Linked DNA regions of Mus musculus: region 1 is linked to region 2. A link is a contact called in public promoter capture Hi-C data. All regions are on one chromosome and are shown on one strand. Each heading gives the region's core, a stretch centred on a gene start, on an enhancer-like site or on the middle of the called end of the contact. The rest is flanking DNA. Distances are from core to core; before and after follow the strand shown.

What was found. Promoter capture Hi-C pulls out the DNA fragments that hold promoters and counts their contacts.
Region 1: a promoter capture Hi-C map of pre-B cells shows a contact between it and region 2, with 5 times the contacts expected there. The contact joins the promoter of Ifna1 here to the promoter of Haus6 in region 2.

What each region holds. Positions count from the first base shown.
Region 1 is chr4:88,848,781-88,851,480 of GRCm38.p6, reverse strand. Ifna1 (interferon alpha 1) reads right to left here and starts at 1,394. Exons shown (of 1, transcript NM_010502.2): 1 at 825-1,394. The coding sequence starts at 1,394. The coding sequence ends at 825.
Region 2 is chr4:86,610,659-86,613,358 of GRCm38.p6, reverse strand. It overlaps Haus6 (HAUS augmin-like complex, subunit 6), which reads left to right and starts at 1,304. Exons shown (of 17, transcript NM_173400.3): 1 at 1,304-1,673. The coding sequence starts at 1,546.

The DNA of each region.
Region 1 (2,700 bases), core at 145-2,644, 2.2 Mb before region 2:
ATCTGCCTATGGGCCATGTTTGCTTCCTCTCTATCCAGAGGGAGTCCTTTGTGCTCCCACCCCCAGGACAGTATCTCTTCCCCTTCTTCCTTCTTCCCTTCCCCTTCTCCCTAGTCCTCTATCGCCTGTCCTTGTCTTATTCTTGGTCCTTTGTCTTTCCAGGTCAGGTAAATGACCTTTGTGCTAAGAACATGGTTGTGGAGTGTCTTGTAGAAATACCGATCCCTTTACACAGTTTGACAGGAGCAAGATCTTATGCCTGATCCCTGAACAGTGTGTTGTCTGGGCATTCAGAAGAATACAATACACAGGAGAAAAGAAAAGACGTAGGAATTAACCATGAATGGATGAGAAATAAATCTAATCGCCTGAACACTATGCAATGTCATATGTAACTACAATACTTGGAAGCTTGATTATGTATATAATTTCTTTACTGAAAAATACCAGTATACACAACATAAAATTTTAAAATAATTAAAGAATGAACAAATAAAACAAGTTACATTTAGTAATAATTTATAAAAAACATAACTTTACCAAATTATGCTGCAATATATGTTACATCACACAGATAGTTAAATAAGTGAATAAATAAACACAAATAAATAAATAAATAAATACATACAAGCATACATACATACATGCATACATACATGTATACATAGAACTGAATTGAAAGAGAACAAGTGCCTTTACAGAAATATTTAGGCAAATTGTTTGAATTCCTGCCAAAATGAATGACAGTTTTGAGATGACAGAGATATGAGCAGAGAGGTACAGTGTTCTAGTCTGGAAGAGTCCTCTACACTTTGGCTCAGGACTCATTTCTCTTCTCTCAGTCTTCCCAGCACATTGGCAGAGGAAGACAGGGCTCTCCAGACTTCTGCTCTGACCACCTCCCAGGCACAGGGGCTGTGTTTCTTCTCTCTCAGGTACACAGTGATCCTGTGGAAGTATTTCCTCACAGCCAGCAGGGCATCTTCCTGGGTCAGGGGAAATTCCTGCACCCCCACCTGCTGCATCAGACAGCCTTGCAGGTCATTGAGCTGCTGGTGGAGGTCATTGCAGAATGAGTCTAGGAGGGTTGTATTCCATGCAGCAGATGAGTCCTTTGATGTGAAGATGTTCAGGATCTGCTGGGTCAGCTCACTCAGGACAGGGATGGCTTGAGCCTTCTTGATCTGCTGGGCATCCACCTTCTCCTGCGGGAATCCAAAGTCCTTCCTGTCCTTCAGGCAGGAGAGAGGGGAGAGTCTCCTCATTTGTACCAGGAGTGTCAAGGCTCTCTTGTTCCTGAGGTTATGAGTCTGAGGAAGGTCACATCCTAGAGAGCAGGTTGGCCAGTAGCTCAGCACCGCCAGGACCATCAGGAAAGCACAGAGCCTAGCCATGGTGAGTGTTGCCAAAGCTTCTGGTCTTCTGGACTGTTTGGTCCTGATCCTTCCCCTCTAGGTTCTCTGAAGACCATCCTGGGTGAATGTGTCTTAAATAGGGCAAACACTGGTTTTTACTTTCTGAATGCCCTTCCATCACTTTCCACTTGTCTTTTCACTTTCTTTAACTCATTCTCTGCTTGCGTCTGGGTGTTTTCTAAACCATTGTGGTTTTCATTATTGCTTCCTCTTTCACTGGTCCTCATCAAAAGCTTTCTTACATTTCTTTTCCTAATTTGAATTTTCATTAACTGTTACAGTACTGATAAACTGTCCTTACTTGAAATTTACATATTTAGTATAAATCAAAGTTTTCTGTAAAATAGTCTACAAACATTAACCAAATTGATTTTATAATTAATTATTATTTTATTTATATTGCTTACAGAGTATTTAAATCATAATACAAGGTATGGTTGCATGTTTCTCTCAATTAATATACATTGAAGCAAAGGGATACTTTAAAAGTTCCCAATATTTAAAGTCCTAAAATTGGTTTTTTGAGTTACCTTCATTAAAAGTAACATAAATTTATATGAAGCTTGATTTAATAATCACTGTACATTAGTTATTTATCTGATAATTTTAGTGCCATCAGGAGGATGCAGGGTGCACAAAGCTTGCTATTAAACTCAATGAGCTGAGTGTGAACCCACAGTTGCATTAGAGAACCAGTGCATGTACAAGAGCCGTGATCACAACATTCACAACATTACAGGTTTGTGCATTCTCTCTCTCTCTCTCTCTCTCTCTCTCTCTCTCTCTCTCTCTCTCCCTTTCTCACTCTTTCTCTCTTCCCCCTCTCTTTCTCTCTCTCTCTCATTCACACACACATACAATCACACAGAATTACACATTCACACAAACACTCATTTGTGACAAAGGCACCTCATGTGGGTTGTTACCCTCTACCTGCATTCTTCTTTGACACACTGAATTCTTTCAGTTTAAGATTTCTTCTCTGTGGTTATAGCACCTTTTCCCTGATTTTTCTCTTTCATTGCATGGAATGTTGTTCTGATTTTATTTGTTATATTTATACATAGTCTTTTAGCTACCTGTGTCTCTGACTATCGCTTTCAAATCTTTTTCAAGCAATTCAAAACTTTGCTCTTTCTCTCAGAAATCTACCAGGATCTTGCACATTCTTGGTTCTAAAGCACCTGACAAAAGAAATCCCAGTTGATTTATACTCCTAACAGACCAGTATTTGCTCCACAGTGTCTGCTTGGAGATCCTCATTTTTTTTTTCCATTTCTCTTGG
Region 2 (2,700 bases), core at 55-2,554:
GTCCCAGTAAAAATGAGCTTAATAATCACAGATAAAATTTTAGGAATTCTTATAGGATCATCATGATGACTTAAGTCATCTATTTGTCTATATGGCATCACTACAAGACAATACATCTTCATGGATCTGCAGAGATCTGCTCCAAAGGGGTGTGCTACTACTTAGTGATTGTTATATATTTTTAATAATAACAGGAAAAGCAATATTAATAGCAGGAATCTTCCCTAAAATGAATTCCTTACAGCCTTGCTTAATAAGGGTGCACCTGTCGCAGGTCATCTAATAATCCGAAGTAGACCACTTCAGGATGATGCTTGTCCCATTATGACTCCTGACACTCAGCAGAGAGACAGACTTTGTTGTAGTTGTTATTCGAGATAGGGTTTCTCTGAATAGCTCTGGCTGTCCTGGAACTCACTCTGTAGACCAGGCTGGCCTGCAACTCAGAAATCCGCCTGTCTTCTCCTCCCAAGTGCTGCCCGGTGAGAGACAGATTTCTAGTACAGCAAGTTGAAGTATGGCTGGTGGTGCCTCCCACAAAGATGGAGAGCATTCCAGAATTAGGAATTCAGGGTCATCTTCCTTTGGGAAGGGAGTTCAAGGCCAGAGGAGGCTAAAAGAAATCTCGACTTGCAACCTCCACGACCAAAGAAACATTTGATAATAAAAATTTTGCCAAGCACTCTAGATGAGGTGATCAATGAACAACTCCATCGGCCCCTGTGACTCTTGCCCATTAATTCATATAGTAGGAAGGCAGGTACAGTCTTCGACGCCAGACTGCGCTACATAAAGTTAGAGCTACATAGCAAGATCCTGCCTTTTTGGTTTTGCTTTGTTTTATTTCGAGACAGGGTTTCTTTGTGTAGCTCTGGCTGTCCCGGAAATCAGTAGTGTTCTCGAACTAACAAAGTTCTTCTCCTCTGAGTACTGGGATTAAAGGAGTACACCGCTGCCTCCACCGGACAAGACCCTGTCTTAAAATAAAGGAAAAGATGATTTGTTTAGGGCCATACACCTGCATCACTCACTATAAGGAGCTACAATGTAGCTTTTACTGAACAGCAATCACAACCCGAGCAACAGAAACCTAAAACGCAAAGAATCCGGAACTAAGGCCGGGAGGGCTCTAGAAAACACCCGGTTTCCGGACCTTGGGGCAATTGGCTGGTCACGCAATGCTTTGTGGGTCTTATAGTTTCTCTCAGGGACTTCATGTGCCCGGAGACAGGGATGCATTGCATGGTGGGAGATTGAGTCCTCTTAGGAAGACCAGTCCCGGAAGTCGGGACTGCGCCTGCGCCTGCGCAGTGTAGTCTTCCGCAAGCGCGGGAGTCTTGGTTTGCGTGGAGCGCTGCAGTCACTGTCTGTTTTTCTGGGCGCGTTCGGCCTTTTGTGGTGGGATGGCTCTCGGAGAGGAGGCAGCGGGCGGCCGCCGCAGAGGGGTTGTCGTCACCCCGGGATGCCTGTAGGAGGGGTCCAAGGGTCCTCACGGCTTCGGTGCCTTCGTTTTCCTCCGTCACAGTCGCCCTGCCCGTGGAAAGCATGAGCTCGGCCCGGGACTCCGCTTTCGAGAAGCAGCATCTCTGGATGTACCTGCAGGCGCTGGGCTTGGATCCGAGCTCCAGCATCACGTTCGGCGGGAAGATGGTGCCGCACGCGCACCTTGGAGAGTAAGGAGATCTGGGGCGGTGGCGCGGTCCTTGGCGTCCAGTCACTGGCGGCAGAACCCTGTGGTGGGGGACTGGTCGTCACCAGTGTAAGGGATGCGGGTGCGGGACGCTTTAGAGGCGTGCTCTGCAGTTGAGGCACAACGGCGGGCCCGCTTAACCCTGCCTTCGTGGTCTGTAGTTGGTGGGAGGCGTCGGGGAACTATATATGCAAACATCTTATAAGTAGTTAACTGTGGGTTTAAACTTTGAATCCGAACTAAAACATGTTACAGCTAGCAAAAACATAATAATGTGTGGGAATGAAAATCAAAAGCCGATACCCTTTCCTTTGCCACTTCAGTTATGGTTGCGATCACAAAAAGAAATACTTTGTTTATATTTGTATACTTTAGACACGAGCTTCCGGTTTCAGGCCCCCTTTCCTCCTTATAATTTAATGGAAAGAATGATTCTATTATTACTATATCACCATCATCACCATTATTACTATTTTTTTTTTTCGAGACAGGGTTTCTCTGTATAGCCCTGGCTGTCCTGGAACTCACTTTGTAGACCAGGCTGGCCTTGAACTCAGAAATCCGTCTGCCTCTGCCTCCCAAGTGCTGGGATTAAAGGCGTGCGCCACCACCGCCCGGCTACTATTATTTTTATTTTGAGACAAAACCCCCCTCTCTGTAGTAATGGGAGGTGTGCTGGGATTTTAATTCCATCGCCTTGCTCCTCCAGATTGCTGTTTTGCTTGCTTGTATGTCTTGTGTGAGGTTGTCAGATCTTCTGGGACTGGAGTTACAGTTTAGATCTGCCATGTGGATTCTGGGAATTGAACCCGTGTCTTTTTGGAGGCGCAGACACTGTTAGTAACCTGAGACATCTCTCCAGTCTCAATGAATTTTGTCTTTTGTTTGATTTTTGTTTTTGTTTGTTTGTTTATTTTTCAAGACAAGGCTTCTGGACCTCTTTTTGTGGACAGGCTAGCCTTGAACTCAGATACCAGCCTGCCCTTGCCTCTTATGTGCTGGGGATTAAA